Linked DNA regions of Oryctolagus cuniculus: region 2 is linked to region 1. Evidence: chromatin contacts called from public Hi-C data. All regions are on one chromosome and are shown on one strand. The core of a region is the stretch at or near the end of the contact, and the rest is flanking DNA. Distances in the headings are between cores, read along the strand shown.

Region 1 (7,242 bases), core at 2,635-5,134:
GTACCCAAGCGGGGGAAAACTATGTAGGGGGCAGGGAAGAAGAGGAGGCAGCATCACCGGTGTCACCGTGGACAGTGGGACGGCTGGGTGGGGGTAGCAGGGGTGGGGGCAGAGAGGAGCTGTTCCCAGCCCATCAGACCAAGCAAACCCCCACCCCACCTCCAGGAGAGCAGCGGGGTAGAATGACCGCTGGGATGCTCAGGTTCAAATCCTGGCTTTGCCACTTCCCAGCTGTGGACCTTGGGCAAACACGTAACGTCAGTTTCCCCTGGAATAATACAGTCCCTGATGGATTGAGATGTTAAGAAAACTGAGAAGGCTGAAACATGTCTCCAGAGCACATCACAGGCACTCAATCCCTGCTCACTGCTCCCTGAAGCATTTGTTTAGCCTCTGAGAGCAGGGTCCTGAGGGCACAGCAAGAAGACTTGGAAGAAGGTCCCCTCCTCCAGGAAGCCTTCCCTAACTCCCCACTCCCACTCATGGGTCCGATTCCAAGGGTCGGGTTCCAGCACCCAGGGGGAGCTTTGTATTTTCCTGGATTATACTCTTGGTCTTCCCTGAGCTCTTCGACCGCAGGGATCCTGTGTCTCTGCTGTGTCTTTCTGCCTGGCACGTAGTAGGTGCCCAGTAAGCAGGTGTTGACTAGGAACAGAGATGGGAGGTGTCGGGAAGGTTCCAGATTCCAGGCTGTCGCAGGGGATGCGGGGAGTGGGGCACTGAGCAGCCAAGCAGCAGGTGAAGGGATTAAAAGGGTGGGAGGGGGTGTGACCTGGGTGGGGCGGCGGGGCTGTGGCAGGCAGTGTCACTCTAACCGGGCTCTGACTTGTCTCTCTCTCTCTTTCCTTTCCCTAGTTCCTGGCATTTGACACCCAGTTGCTGATGGGTAACCGTCGCCACTCGCTGAGCCCCGAGGAGTATATTTTTGGAGCCCTCAACATCTATCTGGATATCATCTACATTTTCACCTTCTTCCTGCAGCTTTTTGGCACCAACCGGGATTGAGGAGCCCCGCCCCCCGCCCCCACCCCTGCCTCTCCCTCAGAACGCCCTCTCCCCTTGCTCTCCCAAGACCAGACATAAAACTAGCTGCCCGCCAGCCCACGTCTCATGTGCCCCGCCCGGCCCCTAAGATGTCGCATGTGCATTTACCATCAGGGCCCCATGGAGAACCTTTCCAATGACATCTTCCAGTTTGGGACAGTCACACTCGAAGGCCCCTCTGAGTCTGGGGATCCGAGGGACGGGTGAGAGGGACCTGGCAGGATTTCCCAGGACGCCTGGAGCTGCCACTGTGCCACAGGTCGGCACTGTCACTTTGGAAGGAAGGGGGGATGCTCACAGGTGGGGGATGAAGTGAGAGAAGGGCCTCCCACCAGTCGCTTGCTCCAGGGGCTTGGGCCCAGGGGCCCAGGGCTGCAGGAGAGAGGCAGGAAGCCGGTGCCTCTGCTGCTTGCCTTGGTTTCCCCTCCTGGGTGTGACGGAGCTCTGTTGGGGCAGGAGGTTTGGACATGGTTGGGGGGAAGGGGGCTTCTCCTGAAAAAGGCCCGTCCTGGGTCCCCTGGAGAGCAGGGAGTGACCCTCTGTAGTACGTGACCCTCCGCTGTGTCCACAGGGCAGGTGTTGGGGGTGTGGAGCCAAGTCCTACACCTCCCCTCTGCCTCCATTCTCTCATTTCTAGCCCCGGCCTGAGGCTTGGAGAGAGGTGTGCAGGCCCTCAGGCAGGAGGCTCTGGGGGAAGAGGCAGTGGCTGCAGCAGCTGGGCCACCCCCTCTGGAGGGCGCCTTGTCCTGCCCCCCCCCCAAGTCCCCTCTGTACCTGTTTCCAGAGCCCTCCCCCACCTGCTCCCCTTTGCTAGCCTCCCCCCCCCCCCCCCGCCGGGCCTCCTAAGGCCTTAGTGGTGTTGGCAATGCCACGTCCCTTCCCCACAGGCCCACAGCCCCAAGCCCCCGCCCCCACCCCTTATCGCTGCATCTCCTTTGCAAGTTGTCCAGCCCTGATGCTGACAGCCAGGGCCAGGCCCTCCGGCTGGCCCCATGCGCTGAGGCCAGGGCTCCCTTATCAGCCTCCAGGCGGCTGGGATCTCAGGCAGGGTGTGCGTTGGGTCACCCAAGCTCGGCCAGGGGAGGGGACTGGGGGGCCACACCTGGAGAACGTGCAGCTGGCATGTGTGCATGGCCAGCTCCGGGCCAGTGGAAAGTTACTGGCTGGAGGCAGGGAGGCCTGGGCTGGATGGCTCGGCCCTCCTTTCGCCTCTCCCTCCAGGGGCTTCTCTTCCCTTTTTCCTGGGGGTGGGGTGTGCTCTGTTCACCCCTGGAAGGCCTCAGAGATGTTATCTCCATCCCCCACCCAGCCCTCCACACCCTCCTGCTTCGAGTTTCCAAGAAACATTGCAGAAGCCTTTGCAGTTTTGTTCCATCTTGGGTTGTGAGCAGAAAAGGAGCCCAGAGCCAGGTGGTGTGTGTGTGTGTGTGTGTGTGTGTGTGTGTGTATTGGATATGTGAGCAGAAAAGGAGCCAGCAGGCAGGGTGTGTGTGTGTGTGTGTGTGTCTGCACCATGCCAGCCTTGCTGCTCTTACACACCTGCTTGTTGCTGTCTGGGGTTCGGTTTTCCCGCCCATAGCCATGTTGGGATTGGGGGGGGGGTGAGAAGTGGCACCTGAACACTTCTAAGGATCTTCAGAAGGTTCGAGGAAAATGCGTATTATGACAACAACCCCATGGATCTGGAAAATTTTTTTTGCCCTGAAATAAATATCGTTTAATTCCATTTTCCACGAACTTCTGAAATCCCTTCTGTCCACCAACTGCCTCACCCAGCTGTGACCCAGGGGTTCCTTGCCCCATCTCTGGCCTCCATTTTGTTGTTTTGTTTTAAGATGTATTTATTTACTTGAGAGGCAGAGTTACAGACATAGAAAGAGAGAGAGAGACGTCTTCTACCCACTGGCTTATTTCCCCAATTGGCCACAACAGCCGGAGCTGCGCAGATCCAAAGCCAGGAGCCAGGAGCTGCTTCTGGGTCTCCCACATGGGTGCAGGGGCCCAAGGACTTGGGCCATCTTCTACTGCATTCCCAGGCCACAGCAGAGAACTGGATTGGAAAGTGGAGCAGCCGGGACTTGAACTGGCGCCCTTATGGGATGCCGGCACTGCAGACGGTGGCTTTGCCTGCTTTACCACAGCGCAGGCCCCTGGCCTCAGTTGTTACCAACCCCCACTGTCCTGCCACTCAAAACTCTGCCTTTCTCCTGCTTCCGCATCCAGCGTCCAAGTCCTCCTCTTCTTAGGCTAATTCATGCCCACTGAGAGAGTGCCCAAGGCGGAGAGTTAAAATCCCGGGGGGCTGGGACGCCCTCAGCCAGGAAGTAGGGGTCCCGAGCAGGCTCCGGCCCTGCAGGGCTGTGCAGGACCAGGGCATAGCACCCGCCTTCCACCTTGCATCCAGGCAGCGGCGAACCCAGAACACCTGCAGTGGTCTTGGACAGAGCAAGGGCGGGGGAACGGGAATGCAGGATTACGGGAAACCGAAGCCGGGCAGGTGTGCAGGAGGCCGCTGGCCCCTTGCATTTTTGGCCTGGGTGGGGCTGGGGCGGTAAAGTGGTAGATTGGATTTGAGAAAACCAGAGGCAGCCGGGAACCTGACGCCTTGTGACCAAAGCTAGAGGTCACCCGCTCATGCCCGGTGGCTAGGAGTTCCTCTCCTTTCCTCTCTCCCGGACGCCAATTCCCAGGCACACGCGTGGCCCCTGCCGTACGGCTGGGGAAGCCCCAAGAATCCTGTTCTTCCACCTCCCTGGGATCGGGGCTGGAACAGACACCCTTGTTCCGAAGGGTTCCGCGGCTGCCTCCCTGGGAACACGGGCCCTTGGTCCGCACGCTGAACCGGGGAGCACGGGCCGGGCTGGCTCTCTGCTGCCCCTCCGCGGCTTCCTGAGGGAATGCAAGGTCTGGTTATGAGGGAGGGAAACCGAAGGGGCCTTAGAGCGGGGGGAGGGGGGGGGGCCTTGGAGGTGGGGGCCCGGATCTGGTTGCAGTTTTCCTCAGACCGTCCTAGACCTGACTTCCCAGCAGCCCCAGCTGTGTCCCCTATGTTCCAGGGATTGCCGCATCTTCTCAGTCACCGTTCACCTGGGTGCCCCAAACCAACCCTGAGCCACCCCCTCCCCTGGGCGGCTGCCCTGAGGGTCTGAGGCAGAGCCCCCCCCTCCCGTGTCGCGCCCCGGACCCTGTGGGCCACAGTGCAGACGCCGCTGCTGTCCTGACCTGCGCTGCTCCGAGGTCCCCGGAGACCAGTGACTGCTCCCTGGGGCCTCGCCATCGGGGGAGGGGGGAGTGCTCATGTCCCACTGGAGACAGGAATAAAAACATTTAGCACACATGAACCTGATCCTTTTTTCCCGCCGCAGCGCTGCCATCCACTGTAGCTAAGTTTGCCTTTTTCTGTAGAAAAAGCAACAGGGCTCTCCTTCCCAATAAACCCTTTATGTAGATTTTAGGATCCTGGGTGAGGAAAGTCCCCAGAGAAGCCCCTCTGGACAGGGACCACACTCCTTTCCATGGAAGCCTATTTCTTGGACAGCTCTGGTAGAAGATTCTGACTTGTCTTTGTTTTATCTTTTAATTTAACAGGCAGAGAGACAGAGATGGGGAGAGAGAGAGAACTCCATCAACGGGTTCACTCCCCAAATGCCCCGGGAGACAAGAACTCAATCCAGGTCTCCCATGTGGGTGGCAGGGACCCAACTGCCTGAGCCACCTACTGCTACCTCCCAAGTAGTTAGCAGGAAGCTGGAGTCCGGAGCCGGAGCTGGGACTTGGATGTGGGATGCAGGAACCAGCATCCTAACCTCCAGACTAAAACGCCTGCCCCAGTTCTTCCTTGCTTTCTCTCAAAGGAAAGCCTGTGTCACACCTGGACAGAGCCCCTGGAACAGCAACTTCAAAGCCGGGCAACTTCTCTTTTGGATTTAGAATGCATGGTCTCAGTAAGCAATTTGGGGTGAATGGAGGAACCCCTGGATGAATGGATGAATCTCCTCCAACCCTTTTCCTTTTTACCTAAGTGGCAGAAGATGCTGTGACTCATCCAACTTTAGACCTGGGAGTAGGAGATGCCGGTCATGTCCCAGGACAGGAAGCAGGTGCAGAGGCTCCAGGCTGCACAGCGAGTGTCCCAGGTCCACGCTGCCCCATGCTGCTGCAGCAGAAAAGCAGTACCAGGATGGGCACCATGGCAGGAGGCAGCCCCTGGATCAGCGCGGAGGGGCGGGACAGGTGGGAAGGAGGGGATGTGGCAGCCCCCTGCCTCCGAAGCCCCCCCCCCCAGCCTCCCCACTCTCCCACCCAGTCTACTGCTGTTAGTTTGCTGGGGCTGCCCTAACAACTTCCCACAACCTGTTGAGCTTAGAACAGCAGGTAATTCATTCTGCCGCTGTTGGGGGAGGCTGGGAGCCTGGAATGGGGCATCAGCAGGTTGATTTCTGGTGGGCCCTGCTCCTCCGGCTGCCGGCAGCCCCTGGTGCTTCTCTCAGCTCAGCCTCCATCTTCATGGGGCCTTTTCCTCTGTGTCTTGAATCTACCTCTCCTTTCTCTTTTGAGGTTACCTGTCTCTGTATTTAAGGCCCTCCATGAATCCAGCATGATGATCTCATCTCAAGATCCTTAATTGGGGGCTGGCGCTGTGGCATAATGGGTAAAGCCGCTGTCTGCAGTGCCGGCATCCCATATGGGTGCTGGTGCTAGTCCCAGCTGCTCCACTTCCGATCCGGCTCTCTGCTATGGCCTGGGAAAGCAGTGGAAGATGGCCCAAGTCCTTAGGCCCCTGCACCCATGTGGGAGTCATGGACGAAGCTCTAGGCTTCAGATCAGCCCAACTCTGATAGTTGCAGCCATCTAGGGAGTGAACCAGCAGATGGAAGACCTCTCTCTCTCTCTCTCTCTCTCTCTCTCCCTCTCCCTCTCCCTCTCCCTCTCCCTCTCCCTCTCCTCTTTCTGTGTAACTCTGATTTTCAAATAAATGAATAAATCTTTAACAACAACAACAAAAAAAGATCCTTACTTGGAAAAAAGACCTAGTTTCCCAAGAGGTCACATTCACAGGTACAAGGATTTAGCATTCGGACATATCTCTCTGCAGGAACAGGGGGTGGGGGCCACTGTCCAACCCAGGACACCATCCATTCCCTTCTGGCAGCTACTACCCCAGGTGGTGACCTCCATGTACCTCTTTCTTCCCATTTCCAGACGCCAGTGAGGCTGGAGGGTTCCAGAGCCAAGCGACCCTGCCACCTGCCACCTGCCTCTGCTCACATCTGGCTACTCCCAGCAAACATGTGTGCTCCCATACACACACCCAGTGCACCCCCAGATGGCTAAGACACTCCTCCTCCAGGGGCTCTGCTTTCTGCCCTGCAGAGAGGACTGAGCCTGGTCCCGTCGTACGGCACTTCTGTTCCCCTTCATTAGCTTTTCCACTGCATAAGGAGTTAGCCGCCCTGGGGCTGCTGTGCCTCGGTAAGTTCACAGTCAGCCATGCCCACCTGTCCGCCAAGGCAGCAGTCCTGTGCAGAGTAAGACATCTCAAAAGAGATTCTCTGAACTCAGGTGTCCCAGCCCCCAGCCCCCAGCTGTTGGCGTGTTCCCACGCTCGGTCCAAGACCTCACAAAGCACACAGGCAACCACCGCTTCTGCACCCTGTGCAAATCCCTGATCCACAGACTCCGAGAACACAATGCAACAGTTGCGGTTTTATGCCACCAACTTGGAAGTTGCTCACTGAGCAGCAACAGAATTTGGTACCTGGAAGTGAGGCACCTGAAACATTTATCACTGGCCTGGGGAATGGGAGACACGTGACAGATCCCCTCTCCCCCCGCCGTGAGAAGGTGGGAAAGCTGGAATGGCCTTGAGGAAAATTGAGAAGACGGGGGAGAAGCTGAAAATGTCACAGCCACATCTCACGACCTGGCTCTGACTCCTGACTCCAGCTTCCTGCTAACGTAGACCCTGGAAAGCAGTAGCAATGACTCAAGTATAGGGAGCTGCATTGGATCTTACCTTCTGGCTTTGGCCTGGCCCAGTCTTGGCTGTTGCGGACAGCTGAGGAATGAATCAGTGTATGGGAGCGCTCTCTCTCTCTCTCTCTCTCTACATTTTTTAAAGAAAGAAAATGTTGCCGGCACCGCGGCTCAATAGGCTAATCCTCCACCTAGCGGCGCTGGCACACCGGGTTCTAGTCC
Region 2 (7,242 bases), core at 1,319-3,818, 180 kb before region 1:
AAAGCATCCCTCACTTTCCAAGCTTCCCAGTGCTGCTCAGGCTATAACTGTGTATTCAGATCCCCTGGGGAGCTTCTTAGCATGCACATATGGACTCAGTACGCCTGGAACGTAGAATAACAGAGGCTTGCCTTTCTTTCAAGCCCCCAGACCTCATTTTGAGTGGCAAGGCAGCAGCTTACCCTCCACTCCTCCCAAATCTGACACCCATGACCCAGAAGGGGGAGGAGGACACGCCAGGCCACATGTGGGATGCCTACGTGAGTGCACCCGTGGGTGCTGTGTTCTTTCCCGTTATCCTGGAGGTAAGGCTAAGGCTCATACCCTCAGCCAGGGCAAATGTGCTCCTTGGCGGAACAAAAGTCCCCTCCTGCTAGAAGCGATCCCCGGCACACACAATTTCCTCTCCCAGAATAGCAGGCACCAGTGGGGTTAGCCTGGTGGCATGGGGAGGGGTGGGCAGGTAGATTCAAACCCACAGCTGGGGGCTCACTCACCACCTTGAAGTCTTCAGCACTGCAAACCTCCCCCCGGAAATGGCAGGAGAGCAGCATGTCCCGAATGTCGTGCCCAGCTCGGTCGTAGAACTCGCGCATGTTGAAGGGCTTGGGCTTGAAGCTGCGGAAGTTGGCCTTGTCTTGCAATATCTCCAGCTGCTTTTCATCCGCCATCTGTGTGTCCGGTATCTCGTACCTGGAGTTCCCAGGGCGTGAGTAGCGCATGGGTTAGCACAGCCACCAATGCCCCCGTACTCAACCTGCAGCCCTGGGGATTCGGCTTGGACACAGGCAAGCAAAGAGCTGGGAGTGCCCGGAGGACCTGCCTGCCACATGGAGTTTGAGAAGACAGAAGGAGCTGCAGTGGTTGTCCGAGGGCTGAGCATCCCAGCACACAGGGTGGGGTGGGCAGAAATATCAAGGCTGGAGCTATGGCTTCTACATTCCAGTCTCTACCCTTGAAAGACACTGTGTCTGCTTCCTCAAGACGCAGTAGCGGGGGGGGGGGGGGGGGGCAGAACTTACTCACAGCACAGGCTGGGTAGGGGAAGAGCTGTCTTTGGCTTGTGTTGGGATCAGAGATGGGACGCACTAAGCAGTACATCAGCTTCTCTGAGCAGCAAGTTGCTGGGGTAGGGCAGGGGTGCAGCTGGAGGGCAGGGCTGTGATGGATTAGGGAGGCGAGCACGGGACTCCAGGGATGGGGCGGGGACGGGGTTGGGAAAGCACCCACCTGTTGTTGAGCAGGGCCAGCAGCTCCCCGGCATGGTACAAGTCATTCTTGGAGACTTGGCTAAAGCGGAACTCATTGAGGTTGCACAGCGTGACGGCCGGGAAGGTGAGCTGGGAGGCAGCCACCTCGTCGAGCTTGGTGACGTGGTGGTAGTGGAAATAGTACTGCACACGTTCTGTGCACACGCACAGCAGCACGGCCAGGGAACCCAGGAAGCACAGGGCCCACAGCGCCCGCTTCAGAGACAGCCGCTCGTAGGAGAAGATGTGCGCCAGGCCGTGCAGTGTGGAGCTGCTGGCGAAGGCCTGGATGCTCACCGGCTGGACGCCACCCACCTCCTCCTCTTCGGCCTTCAGTTCCATCCTTGCCCAGGGGATCCTGGGGGCGGGGGGAGAGGGGGGTGTCCTGAGGTGACAGTACACTGTGGGGTCCTCCAACAGTGTTCACCCAGACATCATTGTCCCCAAGGGGTGGAAGACTTGCCTGGTGTGCCAGCCCCGGAGGTGGCTGCCCTAGGGACACATCCCAAGGCTGGGGTCTTCCAAAGACAGAGGTGAGGGGGGGGGGTGTCAGCTCAGGCAAAGAGCATGCTCTCCCACGGAGGATTCCCAGGCCAGGGAGGACCCCAGATACAGTCCTGCCCTGCAAAAGGGAACTCCTGATGCTCCTACGGCCAGGCACTGGAGTTCCCTCTAGATGTGGGGTCACTCTGGGACAGGAACGTCCACCCATCCTAGAGACCAAAACTCCCCCACGTGGGCTGAACCCGGGTCAAGGGTATCCCCAGGAATGGGGATCCCTCCCCAAGAGCTAACCTGGCCAGAAACCCGAGGGAGGCGGGTGCATTCGGGGAGGGGCGAAGCCCGAGTCCTCACCTGCCTTGTCTCCAGTTCCCACAGGCGCAGGCTGTGTGTGTACGCTTGGGTGGGGGGTGGCGGGCTGCCCGAGGTGGATGCACGGGGGAGGGGGGGCGCGGCTCCCTACGACAGCGAGCTGTCCCCGCCCCGGACGCTAACCCGCTCCCCCACCCCAGCACCCCCCCCCCCTCTTAGTCCAGCTCCTCGTCGCAGTCCTATTCCCCGCCTGGCCCCCGCCCCCTCCCCAGCCTCCAAGCCTCCAAGGCAGACGGGAGCAGAGTCCCGGCTGCCGGGCGCGGGGAGTCCCGCGGCCAGGGGAGGGGGAGGGGGATCGGAAACCCACCTGAGGGGGCCTTCGGGAAGCCGGCAGCCGGCGGCAGGTCCTGGGCGCGGGCCGGGGGCGGGCTCAGCGCCGAGCCGCCGAGGGGCTCATGGCCCGGAGCCCGAGCCCGCGGCCGCCGCGGCTCGCCGCGCAGAGCCCTGCAGGGAGCGGCCCGCCCGGCCCGCACGGCTCTGATGCGCCCGCCCGCCGCCCGCGCGCGCCCGCGGGCCCGCTGGCCTCGGCTCGGTCCGCCGGGGCTCGGCGCGCGGCGCGGTGCTCTCAACCCCGGGATCTGCAGGGATCCATCGTCCGGCCGGCGGCGGCGGGCGGGGCGCGGCGCGGCGCGCGGGGCGAGGGTGCGCGTGCGCGCCCGCGAGTGTCTGCGAGGGCGGCTCCGGGCCCGACCGGGAAGCGGGACCGAGGAGGGCTTCGCGCGGGCTCGCCGCCGCGCCGGGGCCGCCTGCCTGCTGCGAGGCCCGGCGGCTGGCTTGTGAGTCTGTGCGCGCGATGCGAGCAGCAGGGAAGACGTCTGGCTCCTTCGGATCGATGCTCCCGCCTCTTGCTGCTGCTTCTCTGGTGGCACACGCGCGCGCACACACACACACACACACACACGCTCGGAGTCACACTTGCCGTGCGGAGACACAGGCACATACGCAGGCCTTCGCCGCACCGCCACTCTCAACCACACCCCCACCCCGCAGCCGCCCACGCATCCAGGGCCCTGACCCACAGGCTCCCCGCCTCCGTGTGCTGTGCTGCGCACACACATGCACACACGTGAACGCACACAGCCCTGGCCGCCCAGACCCCATCCTCCATGGAGGCTGCATGTCTGCTGCCCCTCACTTCCAAATCTCTAAAGCAAGAGCAGAAAGCAAGAAGGAGAAATCCCAGAGGTCAAGGGGATTCAGACAGAAGTGAGGAAAGGGAGGAAGAGGGGGCAGGATGGAGAAGGGTTGGAAGGGGAAGCTGTGTGTGCCCTGCGCGCCCTGAACCCAGGCCTGGGAGCTGCTTCGGCAGCTCTCGCCTCTCTCCTTCCCTCCCTCCCTCCCTCCTCCTGGGGGGGGGGGGGCTCCCTATCCAATTAACAGAGAAGGCGCAATCAAGGGAAGTTGTTAATTTGCTGATGCTCATTAGGGGCTCTTAGCACGGAGGCTGTTGAGGTCTGATGGTGTCAGATGATGAACACGGAGGGTGCGGGGGACCAGAATTCCATCGCTAGCGGCTCTCGCAGCCCTGGGAGAGGAAAGATGAGAAAGAACCTGTCGTCGTGAGAAGGGGCGGGCGCAGTGGAAAGAAGGTGGAGGAGAAGTTGTGAGGGGCTGCGAGTAAGGGGTACATACGAAAAGAACAAGGATCTGTCGATCCGTAGAAGGAGTATGGAGCTAGTAGGGATGTCGGGATCCACAGACGGCGGCCCGAGCTGCCCAAAGGAAGGGAGACTCTTCAAGTGTTAGGCTTGGGGAGCTGTCCAAGCAGCACCAGGCGGTGCCGGCAGGCTGTCATGTCTCTGGGCAGCCGCTGGGTGGCAGCACACTCCCAGATACTCAGCATCCACTCAGGGGGCATTTGGGAGTGGGAATCCTCCTGGGAGGGTCCCAAACAGGGACCCGAGGAAGCGCGGGGCAGTCTGACTCCTGAATTCCAGATGTCCTCAGGGGGAGGGGAGGAGCACTTTGGAGCATCTTGGAATTTCCCCAGCTCCCCACACTGGCAGGCTGAGTGACACGTGGCGCCTCTTCAAATGGCAGCAAATTGCTTCAGTCACCTGGGAGCTACTGAGGGAGCAAGCAGCGGGGGTGGAGGGAAGGGGATGAGGTGAGGCGGAGGCAGGCCAGGGCTGATCGAGGCCAAGGAGGAGTCGGGAAGAGAGGAGTCAGGACCAGGGGATCTCAGCTTCCAGACCTGGCCATGCTGCCCATTAGCACGGGCAGGGCCTTTTCTGAAAGATGGAGATAATATTGGTTTCACATGACTTTTTGAGGATCACATGAGCTGATGCATGGAAAATGCTTAGTACGTTGGCTTGTGCTTAGAAAATAACTATTACTGTTCGCGTTTGAGTGCAGCGGTAAAACCACAGCCTCCAACCTTAGAAAGTGTTGTCTTTTTAAAACTTTTTCTTTTAACGTATTCTCAGGGGCTGATGCTGTGGCATAGCTCACTAAGCTTCTGCCTGCGGTGCCAGCATCCCATATGGGCACCGGTTCGAGTCCCAGTTGCTCCATTTTTGATCCAGCTCTCTGCTATGGCCTGGGAAAGCAGTAGAAGATGGCCAAAGTCCTTGGGCCCCTGCACCCATGGGGGAGACCCAGAAGAAGCTCCTGGCTTCTGGTTTCAGCCTGGCCAAGCCCTGGCTGTTGTGGCCATCTGGGGAATGAACCAGTGGATGGAAGACTCCTTTCTTTCTCTGTCTCTCCCTCTCTCTGTCTGTAACTCTGCCTCTCAAGTAAATAAATAAATGATTTTTTAACTTGTTTTTCTTTAATTGAAAGACAGAGAGATAGAGACAAAGAGAGATCTTCCATTTGCTGGTTCACTCCCCGTAAATGGCCAAAACAGCCAGGTCTAGGCCAGGCTGAAGCCAGGAGCCAGAACTCCATCCAGGTCTCTCACAAGGGTAGCTGGGACTCAAGTATTTGAGCCATCATCTGCTGCCTCCCAGTCTGCATACTAGCAGGGAGATGGAATCAGAGGTGGAGCCAGGACTCAGACCCAGGCACCCTGATATGGGATGTGGGTGTCCCAAGCAGAGTCTTTTTTTTTTTTTTTTTTTTTTTTTTGACAGGCAGAGTGGACAGTGAGAGAGAGAGACAGAGAGAAAGGTCTTCCTTTTGCCGTTGGTTCACCCTCCAATGGCCGCCGCTGCAGCCGGCGCACCGCACTGATCCTGGCAGGAGCCAGGAGCCAGGTGCTTTTCCTGGTCTCCCATGGGGTGCAGGGCCCAAGCACCTGGGCCATCCTCCACTGCACTCCCTGGCCATAGCAGAGAGCTGGCCTGGAAGAGGGGCGACCGGGACAGAATCCGGCGCCCCAACCGGGACTAGAACCCGGTGTGCCGGCGCCGCAAGGTGGAGGATTAGCCTATTGAGCCACGGCGCCGGCTCCCAAGCAGAGTCTTAACCCTCCTAACTGCTGCCCACCGTGGGAAGTGCTTTCTTATGCATGACCTAAATCCCTCATGCTGTTGTTTCTTCTTCATTTGAGCTGAGAAGGGTTCCACCTTTCCCCCAATCCCCTACCCCAGACTTTTGCCCCATTCCTGCCCTGTGACTTGCAGCAAATCACCACTGTGGATTTTCCTGGGTCAAGCCCCACGATTGGCTGTGGGAGCCATGGTGAGAAGGGACTGTCCTCAAAATCTCTCAATGTCAAGTTGTTGACAGTTGAGTTTAGTGCACAGGCCGGGAGTAAAGGTAAGGCATTGGGGATGGCCAGTGCACAGCGGCAGGGGCCATCATCCTAGCAGAGGGGTTGTAAGGCAGGGGTGAGGGGAAGAGGAAGCTGGGGCTGCCTGTGCCCCCGGGTAAGACTGCACGGAAGGCTTCAAGAACGTGGTTGGTGTCTGCCCACCTCCGTCCAAGCCTTGACAGACCCTAGTTCCTTCAGCATCCTTGTGGCTCCTGATCCGCACTTCATCATCTCTTGTCCCTGCTGCCCCAGGCCCTTGGTGCGCTTCTTCACCTGGGGACTGACAGGAGAACAGGCCTGGTGCTATTCCTCCCTCCACTGCACTGGGGAAGGGCGTCTGGCCAGGACCTGCACCGGGCTGACCTGGATTCAAATCCCAGCTCATTGCACTAGTGCTGTGTGGTCCCAGGCGAGTAACTTAGCCTGTCTGAGGGCGCACCCTTTTCTGCAAGCCATAAAACCCAGCGGATGCCCACGCTGTGGAGCAGGCGAGTGCTTAGCAAACAGTAGGTGTCCCGGCAATAGCAGCAAGTGGTACGCTCATCCCCGAAAGGCAGAGGGAGGGCAAATCCCCCATGCACGGTTCCCTCGCAGATGGCCCCATCTGCTGTAGGTGCCGAAGCGGGGGAGGGGAGGGGAGGCAGAGCGGGGACAAGGCCCCCTGGGATTCCCAGACAGCTCCTCTTCACTCCCCGTGCATGAAATCGCACGCGCCCCAATCTGTCTGCATCCACTTCATCTGCCGGCTCAGCAAATGCAGAGACAATTAAGGAGTTAATTAGCAGGCAGCTGGGAAGGGGCGTAGCAGCACCCCCCCCCCACTCCTCCACTCTCCATGTTGCCCCCCGACCCATGACCCTCTTCTCCTCCTGTTTTCTCTGTGTTCCTTTGGAACCCTACCCCCACCATTATCTGCCACTCTTGCCTCCTCCCCCTCTACCCTGCCCATCTCTCCTGTCTTCTCCCCCTAATCTCTCTCCTCTTCCACTCAGCTCCTTGCCCCATTCCCACCCAAGGAATCACCTTCCCCAGCCTTCAGGGACTCCCTTTTCTCCTCCCATGACAGCCCCCTCTGCTCTCTCCAGCCTTCTGCTCTCCTCTCCTCATCACCCTTCCCTCTGCAGTGTGACTTCAGGTCTCAGTCAATGTGCCTTGTGCGCTGGTTCTTGCGCGTGGGGCTCCGGATCTGCTATAGGAGTCGGGTTCAAGGCTGCCTGCCTGCCTGCCTGCCTGCTGGGTGTTGGCCTCTGCCGTCCCACAGCGCTGCTCACTGCTAGCAAATCTTTGGGCTCTCACTCCCCTACTGCTGCCTCTGCCCGGGTCTCAGCAGTTTGTCTCTGCATCTAGGACCATGCCGCAGCCTTCGCCTCCCTCCCCCTCCCCGAGGGGCTGCTGGGGGCTGGCAGGCGGCCACCTTTC

The links. Hi-C and Micro-C count contacts between places; a contact is called where the count stands out from the background.
Region 2: a Hi-C map of an unstated tissue shows a contact between it and region 1, with 4 times the contacts expected there. The contact joins the promoter of ASIC1 here to the enhancer-like site in region 1. A contact is called at or near these places in 2 of 6 Hi-C or Micro-C datasets (ear pinna and an unstated tissue).

The regions. Positions count from the first base shown.
Region 1 is chr11:53,212,618-53,219,859 of mOryCun1.1, reverse strand. FAIM2 (Fas apoptotic inhibitory molecule 2) reads left to right here. Exons shown (of 12, transcript XM_002711124.5): 12 at 856-2,403. The coding sequence ends at 1,005. Among named protein-coding and RNA genes, the nearest start is that of BCDIN3D, 22 kb to the right of the region's middle. Within about 2 kb of position 3,884, at least 2 of the 8 cell types and tissues checked have an H3K27ac peak or open chromatin away from gene starts, as enhancers often do.
Region 2 is chr11:53,390,356-53,397,597 of mOryCun1.1, reverse strand. It overlaps ASIC1 (acid sensing ion channel subunit 1), which reads right to left and starts at 2,568. Exons shown (of 12, transcript XM_070052211.1): 1 at 2,431-2,568; 2 at 1,231-1,608; 3 at 498-693. The coding sequence starts at 1,592.